Linked DNA regions of Zea mays: region 1 is linked to region 2. The links are chromatin contacts, called in public Hi-C maps. All regions are on one chromosome and are shown on one strand. The core of a region is the stretch at or near the end of the contact, and the rest is flanking DNA. Distances in the headings are between cores, read along the strand shown. Region 1 has its middle 6.2 kb from the start of LOC103638620. Region 2 holds the start of LOC100191563 (GATA transcription factor 20).

Region 1 (6,326 bases), core at 1,924-4,423, 390 kb before region 2:
GGGGTGCGATGGCGGTTAGCTCGGGTGGGCGCGCCAGCCGGCGTGGGGCTAGCTCGGACGCGTAGGGTGGTTCAGGTGATCGTTGGGTCCATCACCATAGGTGATGAATAGAAATTAATACTATTCATCGAGTTGGGACGGAGGAAGTATGTGAAGATGAAACAAATCACCTTTTTCACACGATTTTCAAGATCTTGGAAACGAGTTGATATAGTTTCATCTCCCATGGAACTAATTTCATTCCATAAAACTCAATCCTCTTAAATGGCATGAAATGTCATAAAAAATCTGATATAGTACACTGTTAAATGTACATGAATCTATCGTTGAGAATAGCCTTACAGGGACTGCACTATAAAATTGTTGCCTCTGTAATTAGAAAGTTTATCTTCTAAAATATTTTATAGTAGAGACTGTTCCTAGTTTGTGATTGGATCTAATATATATCATGCATTTGTACAAGTAGTTTAGCTACAAAACGAAGAGACACAAGGATGTGATCTAGGATAGAATATGCACGAGATGCATGTGCAGAAATAGTTATACCGGAACAATGAAAAACATCTAAGGGCTTATTTAGTAGCAAGTGTAATGGAGGGTATTGAGTGGGTTAAAATCCCTTAGAGCAACTCTAAAAAGATGTTAAAAATTTTACCCCAAAAAATAATTATTAAGAGTAGGCTAAAAAATTTTAAGAGTGAATTATGATGGGTACTCCAACAGTTTCTTTAAATGTGACATGTGGCGCAATCTGTACAGTCGTCGTCGGGAGGCCGTGGATGATCTTATATGTTGAGGAATGGATTGGGGAGGGATGGAACACACCAAAATATGAGGGAGAGGAGGTTGTGGATGCGGGACGCTAATTTTTTGGGAAGAATGAGGGAGCTGTTGGAGTAAGAAAAACCACTATTCTCGACTAATATCTGTTTTGGGGTTAGTTTACACGTTCTTTTGGAGTTGCTCTTATTATTCAATTTTAAATAGTAAGGACTACTTTGGGAACTTCAAACCTCCTTCGGAATTGAAAGAGATTGAGGTGCAAATTAACTAATTTTCTCTCCAATCCTCTTCAATCCCGAAGGGAATTTCAGTTTCTAAACTAGCTCTAAAGGATTTTGGTCTATTCAATCCGCTCCATTTCTCTTGGTCCCAAATGAGTCCTAAGAGTTGTGCCAATGTGTATGTGGCTGGGTACCCTAGCTGGCCCGAGGTGCCTTTAGATGACGAGAATTCAAAGTCTTGTAATCATATATTATAAGAACCTTATCTTAAATTAAGAAATATATTCAAGTATCTCGCAGCACATGGCAAATCAAGATTGGATCAAATATATTGCCGGAAAGGTACGAAGATGAACATTCAGTCCAAGAACGTGAAATGCTCAAGAGACAGCAGTACGGCCAGTACCAGTACAGCATGAGCCGATGCATGTCTGAACGGTAAGCACAGTAGTTCCATGTGCAGCTAGCTAGTTCCACGTGGGGTCCGGCCGGCATTCCAGGCTGCCATGCATTCCCAAGTCCCAACCCGAAGACAGAGAATACCACCACCACAGCAATTGAGAACCATGAGACTACCCCTCATAGTTTGGCCGCATGCAGCTAAGCCGGCAACTCCAGCTCATCAGCTGAATATATCCATGGATCTGGGCAATTTGGCATTGTGGTTAGATCTAATAATACATATATAGTGTCGTCGTGTCAATCCACAAGGTTTGCCTCTATTAATTGCAGCTTTCAGCAGTCCGAACAACTGACATTAAGCTGAAGCAAACAACCTTGTTCACGTTTATCTAATGTGATTTTTCTATAGTTAAGGCTTGTTCATTTCATCGTTAATCTATGTGAATTAGGTGGTATTGAGTCGATTTAAATTCATCGCAAGTTAAAATTCATCTCAATCCATTTCAATACACTCTAAGGCCATGTATGTGGTCTCCTACATGTGCATCTATCACTGGATATACATCAGGATGCGTTCACAATTAATATGTTGCTGATGATATGATCCGGCGAATCAGGATAGGAAGGGACGATGACAATGTTCAGAAACTAGATATATAAGGGATGATAGGGTCCAAGATATGAAGGGGCGTGAAATTAGGGTCAATTAAGATATGAACGGAGCCGCCAGCTACGCTGCACATTGTAGGCAAGCTAGCATCGAACGAGTTGGTGCATGCAGTTGGGGAAATAGTTGGCTAGATAAGATTGTGAGAGACACATCAACTTGCTGTTTGGATTGACAAGTGAAGCGACAGATCCTGCTGGACGGCATGAGATCATGTGTAGGCAACCAAAAGTCTATATGTACGTTTCTTGCTTGCTTGAGCAAGACGCATCGATTCATTCCTATGTCACTCATCAGCCTGCACGCTTCCGGCTGAAGGCTATCCGCTATCAGCGTCAGCCTATCACCAATCATATACAGAAATCTGTTTTTTTTTCTCTTGGATCGAGTATATATCCGTTTTTTTATCCTCAAACTGCTGAAGAAAAAATGAATGGAACATGCATTTTTCTCTCACTCACTGATAAACTGAAGTTGTCACTTAACTCTTCCAGGACCAGGTAAAATTTGAAGACATTTAAATTGTACGTGGGCATATAATTACCCACTGATAAAGCGAATGACTGTAACAGTGGACGGGGAGCTTCTGTTGCTAGGTGGAATAACAAAGCGAGCAAGAGTGCTGAAAGGTGATAGCAACCCCTCAACAGCACTGCACCAACTCGATCTCAACCTGGCTCTTTTTTCTTTCTTTGTTTCTTTATTTATTTGGAGGCATCTTGTTGTGTACTGTACCTACCAAATACACTAACTAACCATCTCGGTGACCGTGGTCGAGTCTTGACATCAACAACACCTATCAATCATATCATCGTTTTGACTACGTCTTTAATTTGCCATCGATCCTAATGCGTCGGCCATTGATAGATCTTGGTAGCTGGGAAACAAATCATATTTGAGCTCGAACGGCATCACGATATATATAAATTCTTCAAAAGATTCAACCAAGGGACTGTCCACGTTTTCCTATATATATCAGCTGAAAAATATAACCTAGCTATAAAGTTTTCGTGCAACTAATCAACAACACGAAAGGAAAGGAAATTGACAAAAAGGATAGTTGTCCCCTTTCTCTCTCCTGTACTCCTGGTCTGTTCATACTTCCCGATCACATGGACAGCGAGGCGCCTGGATGCGATGTCTGAGATGCAATGTCCTCGATCGAGAGAGGAACAAAAGGTCAAAGGCGACAATCAATACCAACCTTAACTCAAGGAAAGAGAAACAGAGCTTGTCTGGTACAAGTTCTCGATTCTGAAAAGGTAAATCTTCTGAAATTTAGTTTAGTTCCCCTAACTAAAGTTTAGCTCCCTAACTAAAGCTTAGTTCGTGTCAAATCAAATATTTAAATATTAATTAGTAAGTATTTAATATAAGCTTAATTAGGTTTAATAAATTTATCTCATCTTTTAGTCATCATCTATATAATTAGTTTTATAAGAATCAAATTGAAGTACTAAGTACAACAATTAGCTTAAATCAAGGCTTGGAAGGTCATATTTTGGATAAGATAAACCTTGAGGAGTTCATAAGTTTGGATAAGTTCTAAATGCCATTAGGAACATACTTGAGCACCTTAGAAGGATTAGATATTTATATTTTTAGAAAATGTGCATTTGAAACCGAGTTTGAGCCGAAACAAGAATCTGAATTGGATGAAGCAAAGAAGTGAAGAACTATGATTTACATTAGTTGGACAAACTCTAGATAAGTTTGTCTAAGTCATCGGAATCTAAGTTAGATAAAGGTGTCGACCATTCACAAACATCACTTCTGTAGCATTCTCGCCTCTAGGTAGACTCTAAAGGTATAACAACGCTGAAGCCTACGTGTTAAAAATAAACTCCTTTAATGTACATGTGTACTCTATGTCTTTAATTATTTATACATATGAACACATGAGCTTTGTACTGTTGATTAATTTTATGAAATCATATTTTATTGATTGAAGGATAAGCTTCTCACACGTATTTATGAAGAATGTTATGAAACCCGGACCACACCTCCCCTCGCAACCTTCGAAAGGGAGGAGGATATAATAATTTAATCATGTTGTCGTGTTGTTATTATTTCAGAATTTTGACAAGTCCCAAATAGTGCATAAAACATGTTATTCAAATAAATGGAACAACATTTGTTCTTAATTATTATCTTATAACCATCATCTTTCTCTATACATGAAGAAGATATAATGTTCTTACATAAAGCTAGAATATAATAATAATTATTTGATTACAAAATTGATGTTGAGCGTAATGAAAATGATAAATGTCAGTGGCCAGTGTAACAACCTTTGCTCCATTGCCAACGCACATATTCAACTCTGTTTCTTGCAAATTTTCTAGGCATTTTTAGTCCCTACAATGATTTGCATGTATGAATCATCGATCCAGTATCAAATACCCATGATCACTTGAGTAAATAATAAAATTAATTTTAATAACATATATACTTAAAGTAGAAGTCTCACTTTCCTTTTTTTTCTTTTCTTCCAAGTATATCGTGCATTTCTTAGACCAACACCCAAGTTTGCAAAGGGCCACACTTGGGCATTGCATTTGGTTTTGAGATCTCATCTTTAGCCTTGGCCTTGCCCTTCTAAAGTATTTTTGCCTCTTGCTATCCTTCTAAACCATCATCACATGATTAGAGTTCTTTTAATGCTCTACTTGGCTATCTTAAGCATACCAGCGAAGGTCTTCTCCATGTTATTCATGTAAAAGTTCAAAATGAAAGGCTCAAAGCTTGGACAAAGAGACTAGAGGATCACGTCTATAGCTAGCTTATCAAGAAGAGTAAAACCAAGTGCGTCCAGGCTCTTAATGTAACCTGTCATCTTTATTACCTAACGATAGGCTAGATTTCCTTCAGTTATATTGCATAAAAATAGGGATACGAGGATCTCATATTTCTGAATCCTTGTTTGGTTCAAGAATATGCCATGGAGTCTCACAATCATAGTGTGGTTGAAAGTCGCCTAGAGGGGGGTGGATAGGCGAAATCTGAAAATTATAAACTTAAGCACACACTATAAGCCGGGGTTAGCGTTAGAATGAATATTAAGTCCGGGAGAGAGGGGGAAAACAAATGAACCAAGAAATAAAGCGGATGAACACGGTGATTTGTTTTACCGAGGTTTGGTTCTAAAGAACCTAGTCCCCGTTGAGGTGGTCACAAAGACCGGGTCTCTTTCAACCCTTTCCCTCTCTCAAACGGTCACTTAGACCGAGTGAGGCTTCTTCCTTAATCTCACAGGTCACTTAGACCCCGTAAGGATCACCACACAATTGGTGTCTCTTGCCTCGCTTACAAAGCACTTGAGAGTAAGAAGTGAGAAAGAAAAGAAAGCCAAGCCAAGCAAACAAGAGCAACAAAAAACACAAGTGATCCTCTCACAAGTCCTAATGCACTATAATTGAATTGAGGACTTTGATCGGATCGGTGGCTTTGATTTGTGTCTTGGAGTGTTGCACTTTGCTCTTGCATTGAATGGAGAGTGATGAATGCTTGGATGGTTGGAGTGGAGGTGGTTAGGGGGTATTTATAGCCCTCAACCACGAAAACAACCGTTGGGGTGGCTACTGTTGATGGGCGCACCGGACAGGTACTGTTCACTGTCCGGTGCGCCTCTGGCGGCTGCTCTGACTTCCGCGCGAACTGTCCGCGCACTGTAGCGTTTGCAGGTGTCCATTGCAGTCGACCGTTGCGCTGATAGCCGTTGCTCCGCTGGTGCACGGACAGTCCGGTGGTACACTGGACAGTCCAGTGAATTATAGCGGAGCGGCACTGGAGAAACCCGAAGGTGAAGAGTTTGGTGTTGTACGGTCCTGGTGCACCGGACACTGTCCGGTGGCACACCGGACAGTCCGGTGCGCTAGACCAGGACACTCTTTGGTTTCTTTGCTCCTTTGTTTTTGAACCCTAACTTCGATCTTTTATTGGTTTGTGTTGAACCTTTATGCACCTGTGGAATATATAATCTAGAGCAAACTAGTTAGTCCAATTATTTGTGTTGGGCATTCAACCACCAAAATTTATTTATAGGAAAAGGTTAAACCCTATTTCCCTTTCAGTGGTCATACACAAACTCATATTGCTTTTGAAGCTTAGAGGACATGGAGATAAACATGACCCCGCTAACGTCTAGGGAGACATTTGTGTGCTTCTCGCAAGGCTTTAGTCAACATCACTTGCATTCCTTGTTAGCTCAATATGATAGGGAGTCTCAAGAACATACTCCTTTTTCTCTTGCT
Region 2 (7,325 bases), core at 4,027-6,526:
TTTGTGAGAATGCTAATAGTTCTTTATGGTAAAAGTCTAATACCACATGAATCCGCACGCTATGCAACGCTCTCACATAATCTCACTCCTCTATATAAAAGGAGGATGAACGATCGATCGGACTATAAATAAAAGGATCCGACTCCTTTTCAACTTATATTTTTATAGGTCCTTTGACTAAAATAAAGTGTGTAATGTATATTCTTGTCATCTTGTGTGCCATCAGGGGCATTATACTGGTATCATTTAAGGTCGTCAATAAAAACGTTTTGTGTATTAGCGTAGATGGTAGTAATGACGGTTTTGCCATATTATATTACTTCCGATCCGCTTGTGATGTTCTCGCTCCTATACCATCTCATTCTCAACTCTCTGCTCTCTCTCATCAAACGAATCACATGACATGAACAGTTACACGGGTTACACTAGCAACATAACAAAGGAGCCAAATAAAAAACACTACAGGTCGTACAGTAGACGACGAGCTAGCTGCCAAAAGCCTACGCGGTGCTGGGGCCTTTGTAGAGGTAGATCGATCGTCGATCAGCTCCGGACAAGGCCCCTGGGCAGCGTCATGAGTAGCACGGCAGCATCCGTGATCTCGCCCTGCTAGCTAGCTGCTCCGGCAACGCCCGCGACGCCTTGAAGCGGCAGGAGGGCTGCACAGCCACTGGACTCCTGCTCCGATCCAGCTGATAAGCCGAGACCAGCATCGTCGACAAATTAAAGCAGGTCCCGCTGGGACAGGAATCGTCGTCACCATCCTCGGCGGTGGCCTGCACGACAGCCGCCATGCTGCTGGACCCGGACCACCTTACGCCGTCTCTTGAACGGCAGCGACCGGTCCACACGTCCACTCTCTTTCAACTTCACCTTGGGGTGTGCTGGTGCGGCCACGGCGGCGTCGTTGGGCGAGGCGGCCTTGCCGCTGAGCGCTGAGTGGGTCGGCGCCACTGGCCCCGAGCCGGCCATCGTCGCCCCGCCGCGCCTGCCGCTGCCTGATACCGGACACCTTGCAAAGCGACTGCGGGTCTGCGCCATGCAAAAAAGGTACATACAGTCATGGGCTTTGCAGTAATATATATATATATATATATATATATATATATATATATATATATATATATATATATATATATATATATATATATATATACATCTCTCTAATTAATCGTACTACACACATGCTGGTGCAAGGACAACGAACGAGTTGGATTGGAAGACGCAGCAAACAAGGATACCTTTGGGGCCGCAAGGACCACTCCTCCACAAGGGTGTCTTGCTGATGCTGCAGACGTCGGACCACTCCTCCACAAGGATGTAGATATAGCCAGGGATCACTAGCACTTTGTTAGCTATGATATTATATTCCTGCTGTCACCAGACAGGCTCAATCCATTCGTACTCAACATGAACCTTACATTTCATTGCCGATCGAGCTTCGACCAGGTGTCAACATTTTATATCGTACTTCCTGAACTTACCGGAGGAATGTCAGCTATAGCACACCAGCTTGGCATTCTTAGGGTTTCCAAAAATGCACCACAAGAAGCAAGCGATCAGTTCATAGCTAGGTAGGTACCATCGTACCAAAGGCAGGGACTGTCCTCAATTCCTCATGACATTCTTCCATGCATTCTTTTTCTACTATTTAATTTGTTGTGTCAAGTCACTTTTACCTGTTCTCGTACATGCGAAAACCGATGTTCCTTTTGTAATGACTAGATAGTGCCACACAGTTTGAGCATTTGTCTAGTCTAGGGATTCTTAAACGTTGGAACAGTACGCAATGGTTTGGAACAGTACGCAATGTTCTTAGCTTGACATAGTGTGATGAAATTATGCATCGAGAATGGCCTTATATAAGATTTCTTCCTCGATGTGTTATGGAAGCATATCATTTCCAGTTACTTCTGGTCACCGGCGTGTGGGGTCAAGTCCAGAACGGGTCTACACCCATCTGCAGTTAGTAACAGCATGTGGCTCCCCTCGTATCACCGCCAGCATCCGTCACAGCAGAAACATTTCTACCTCTGGTTGGTCATGGTTACTTGTTTTGGTGGCCAGTATTATCTTTTTCACTATGAAAAGTGTCATGACTTTTCATCGTATTTAAATATATATACTCTCCGGTCCTAGCAGTCCTGAAAGACGTACGGGGAGCAAGTCTTTTTCACTATGAAAAATGGGATTGTAATGACTACTTTATGTCCATGTCGATTTAAGAACATACACCTATGGTCATTTCCTTCTTTTCACAATGTTTCTAGAGATCTCCTCCCTTTTCTAATTCTTGCGCATATACATTATATTATAAGTTAACAAAACAAAAAAAAATTAATATTTGAAACATAACCTTAATCATACAATTAAGATGGAAACAAACTAGGATTCTAATATGATTACACAACATACAAACAAATATTAATGTTCTTATTTATTTATTTGTAAGAATGTTGTGTAAGGACCGTGTGACGATAATTAATAAACTGCATAGACACGTGGTGCCGAGCAGCCCCGTCTTTGTAAATAAAACAACCGTACCTTTCATTAATTCCTCTAGTAGGGGCCTAGGTATCACAGCCGCGCGTGTTATAATTTTTTTTTCCCAGACAACCGTACCTTTCATTCTCGGTTTTAAAATCGGAATTGATACACCCATCATGCAAAATCTCTGCCGGTTTAGTTTCTGGTTGTCAACGTGTGTCACAAGCTCATTGCATTGTGTGGGCCATTTTTATTTAAGAGTATAAACGAAATAAGAAATTTGAGAGATGTCAATATATACCAAATTTTGATTTATGGTCTGTTTGGTTGGGCTGTGGCGGTGAAAAGAGCTGCTGTGGACTGTGAAAAAGTTGTGGTCTCTGAACTGCTAACGTTTGGTCGAAACCATTAAAATGCGCTAAAAGTTCTTCCATATATTTTTTCACTGGAACTGCTAAAAGCAGGTCCAGAGGTGCTTTCAGTTTTGTATTACAAGAAAGTCGGTTTTTAGAAAAAGTTGTTTTTCATATTCGGCCCTTTGGTTTGACTTTTAGCTTTCAGGGTTAAAAGCTAAAGCCAAAAACCAAACCAAACACACACTTAGTCAGCCAAGTCGAGCTCTTCCTAGATATAGATTCATATAAGTCAAATTAAATTTGTATAGTTTTGGTTTATCGATCCCCTAGACATCAGGAACGTAAGTGAACCCTATTTTGATTGATGCGCATGTCAATAAAGGATACCAAAGCTCTTCAGATCCGATGACATAGGATAAAGAAGACTGTAAGAATGATGTATGAGAACCGGTGAAATGAAATGGAGACCGAAACTTTACATACTTTAGCTTAGATCAAGGCACATCATATTTTGAAATGGAGACTACGTACGTACAAGAATGTTGTATGCATACTGACAGAAGCATCAGAAACAAAAGCCATGAACGAGTAGCCAGGAAGACAAGCACGACACCTTGCATCGTCGGTATGACGGTATGTCTCAAAACATTCCCATTACACTTTTAGGTTCCTTAAAAGAAACTCAAGCAAAAGGAAGAATAAAAAAATATGTAGCAGCAGCCAGCGACCAGATTATAGCCACAGGATCGGAATTAAAGAACTTGTACACACTCAAAACTGAAACTCCTCACACTACATGCGATTATATTTACTAGCTATTGTAGCTAGAGACGGTGCTCTTGTCGCTCCTATCATCTCAACTAGACCTCTTCTCTCTCTCTCACTCATCGAACGAATCACATGACTTGAACAGTGACAAGGGTGGTCACACTAGCAACAAGAAGCTAAACAAAAGCACTACAGGTATTACGGTAGACGACGATGGTAACAGCAGTAACAGTAACGCTAGCTAACAGTCAAAGGCACAAGCTAGCTGCTAGCTGGGAAAAGCCTACGGTGCGCTGGGTCGTCCTTCGTAGAGGTAGCAGATCGTGGATCAGCTCCGGACAAGCCCGCAGGACAGCGTCATCAGCAGCATGGCAGCGTCCGTGATCTCGTCCTGCTGCACGGGCAACGCCGGCGACGCCCGGAAGCTGCAGGTGGCCGCAGCCGCTGAGGCGGGTGCCGCCGGACTCCTGCTCCAGCTGATGAGCCCACCAATGTCGTCGACAAGCAGATCCCTGCTCGGACAGGTGTCGTCATCACCATCCTCGGCGGTGGCCTGCACGACAGTCGCGCTGTCGGTGGCAGCAGCAGGAGCTGCAACGACGACGGCCGCACCGTGACCTTGCTGGACCACCTTGCACCGTTTCTTGAACGGCAGCGACCGGTCCACGTCCACTCTCTTCTCCTTCTTCACCTTGGGGTGTGCTGCTGCTGCGGCCACGGCGGCGTTGCTGGGCGAGGCCTTGCCGCTGTCAGTGGGAACTGCTGACACCGAGCCGGAGGCGGCGGCCATCATCGCCCGCCTCGCCTTCCGCTGCCTGATACCGCACGCGTTGCAGAGCGACTGCGCCATGCAAAACAAGATACGCATGGTCATGGGCCGGGCTTGCAAAGATCACGAATTTGATTGGACTTAGAGGCAGAAAACAAGGTAGGATACCTTGGGGCCGCAAGGACCACTCCTCCACAAGGGTGTCTTGGTGGTGTTGCAGTCGGAGCACACCCTAATAACACCCAAATTCGGTTGGCCGCTCATGGTGTCGTCGTACCCTGCTTGCGCCCTTCTCCTTGGCTTCTTCCCCGCACTGGGATCGGCAGTGGCCTTCCTCGTGATCCTCATCTTGGCTGCCGCCGGCGTCCAGCTGCAAGCATCCATCGACCCGCCGACCTGCAGCTTCCCCATATCGTATGGATCGTACGAGGCAGGCTCGATCATGTCGTCGCGGATGCTCTCCACGGTCGGGAACGGCGTCGAGAAGACACTATTCCCAGTCGCAGTTGATGATCCTCCAATCATCTGAGGTATATAGTCGAAAAGGGCATGAGTGACAAAATTAACAAGGAAATCAAATCTGTGATTTTTTACACATGGGATATGATTGGGGAATTGAACACATGTACAGTTCAGTAGCTAGCACGTACATGTTGGGGCTCCAGCATAGCTTGATGACGCTGCCTCAACAAGTGATGGTCTGCAGCCGATCCATAGCTCAAACTGCCTTCGCTGGCGCTACTATTGCTGATCACAAAGGGGAAAAGGATCGGTGTTTCCTTTGGCAGGGTGAAGGCCTGGAAGTGGCCTTGGTGGTGGTGATGATGATCTTGGTGATCTCCCTCCATGAGAGGGAGGGCAGTGGAGAGCTGGCTCATGTAGATGGCAGACATGGGATGCACTGAGAGGAATTTGCGCTCAAGATCTGATGGAGCTATATATGCAGATCTCGTATGGTTAGGTGATGAGTGAAGATCAGGATGAGATATATGGAGAGTAGGAAGAGGCGAACCGAAGCGGCTGGTGCAGTGGTTATTATGTCGGAATGGCAATTTGCAGCCAGGGATCAAGAGGGAAAGCGAGGTAGCGATCATGCACGGAAGGGAGAGGCATGTCCCTTTTATAAAGAGACAAAGGAGAGAGCTCCCTAGGCTGTGTAGATCATTCGTGTGTGATCCTTTTCATGGACACACGCACGAGAGAGATGTGGAGAGCAAACAATAGATGCGCTAGCTACATCGGAGGGGAACAGTAAAGCTACGTTAGCGCAGTTATAGCAACAATTTCATGCGATATTGTGAGCTATTTTTTGCCAAACAATTTTTTTACAAAACTGCTGTTTCACGGATGAAGCTTGTTTTTTATGCTATCACAAAGAAATCAAGGGAGGTGAAGATGAAAAAAAGTAGATTTTCATAGCTTTCTCACTCATTTTCTTCTCTCAACCACACATTATTAAGCTGTTTCGCCGAACAGTTTTTCCAAAGCAGTTCGTCTTCATCGAGAAATCTACTTGTGAAGCTGTTTTCCAAAACATAATAGCTTCAATAATGGTGAAGCTTAGCTATGCCAAATCGGGCCTAAAATACGTCGGCTGCAGTACAAACACAAGTTATTCCTAGGCGATCTCATTCGACACAGGAGACAATTGTGATCGGGGCAAATGGGGTCTTGGCTTGGCAAGATTGGTGAGTGCAGCAGTCTGGAACCAAGTGAGAAACCATCCACTAAAATCACTCCACCCAAGTCTATCACACCAACCACAAAAGATAAAGTATTTGAGGAAACTCTAAAAGCACCATTTAACACTAGTACACACAGCCTCTATAGTGGCGGTTCTAGAGACGTTTTCACTGACGCTTTTCAATGCCGCCAGTGCTAGGGGCCAGTGGAAATCGTCATTTCCACTGGCGGTTATTCTAGAACCGCCAGTGGAAATTCTATTTTCACTGGCGGTTTTCTTTAGCAACCGCCAGTGGAAATGCTATTTTCACTGGCGGTTTTATAAAGAAAACCGCCAGTGAAAATAGCATTTCCACTGGCGGTTTGTTTTATTTAGCCGCTAGTGGAAAGTTTTCCCGCCTTTTTTAAATTTATATATATTTACACACACAAAACATATATATATATATATATATATATATATATATATATATTGATATTAAAAGCAACATGGAATTAAATTCTATCATACATTTATATACATCAAAGTCTTGTTTACAACCATGTATGCATCACACATTATATACATCAAAGTTTTCACTTAAGCTCTAATAACTATCTCGGCTAAGAGATAGTCTACTAATTTCTGTTAGTATTCTAAACTCTGGCAAAGCTAATGTTCCGGAAGCATCGTGATATTTCCCTTCTGTGGGAATGACCTCTTTCAATATGAATGTGCACAGGTCCTCAACTATGCCATACAATGCACCTTCAGTCAAGTTCTCCGGGCTTCCTTGTTGAAATTGCTGTAAAGGAAGTTTATAAACATCATCTATTTATACTCAATAATAACACATTTGCATCTTTGATGACATAAATACATACGTGACTATTACTAATAATACCTTGCCAGGGTTCGTGATGTATCGTCCGTTCATTCTCATGAACTCGCACACGTAGAACCCACATAGGACCGATCCGGGTGGTTGCTTGTGGCACTACATAACGGGAGATTGGTTATTTAGTTGCAAGATTGTCCTATGTACGTACATGTATGATATGTATTCATAAATTCACATACTTACCGGCCAGTTATAATGGATGTCTAGTGGCACGCCTTTTTTGGACGTGTCGTACTTTCCACCTTGAAACTTATAAAACCTAAATGCCCTGTGATCTCAAATAGAATCAACCATGTTATTCTACAATTCTCATCGATATAAGTATGCATGCATAGAAAAGGCTTACAACTCTAAGATGCTGAGGAATTTTGAATAGGCCGA

Evidence for each region. Hi-C and Micro-C count contacts between places; a contact is called where the count stands out from the background.
Region 1: a Hi-C map of leaf shows a contact between it and region 2, with 5 times the contacts expected there. The contact joins the enhancer-like site here to the promoter of LOC100191563 in region 2. A contact is called at or near these places in 4 of 25 Hi-C or Micro-C datasets (bundle sheath, ear, leaf and 1 more).

Annotation. Positions count from the first base shown.
Region 1 is chr9:85,814,833-85,821,158 of Zm-B73-REFERENCE-NAM-5.0, reverse strand. No RefSeq gene overlaps it. Among protein-coding and RNA genes, the nearest start is that of LOC103638620, 6.2 kb to the right of the region's middle. Within about 2 kb of position 3,173, at least 10 of the 20 cell types and tissues checked have an H3K27ac peak or open chromatin away from gene starts, as enhancers often do. A contact at or near this core is called in bundle sheath and leaf, where this site is marked.
Region 2 is chr9:85,423,748-85,431,072 of Zm-B73-REFERENCE-NAM-5.0, reverse strand. LOC100191563 (GATA transcription factor 20) reads right to left here and starts at 5,276. Exons shown (of 3, transcript NM_001136993.1): 1 at 5,031-5,276; 2 at 4,549-4,905; 3 at 3,335-4,452. The coding sequence starts at 5,273. The coding sequence ends at 3,940.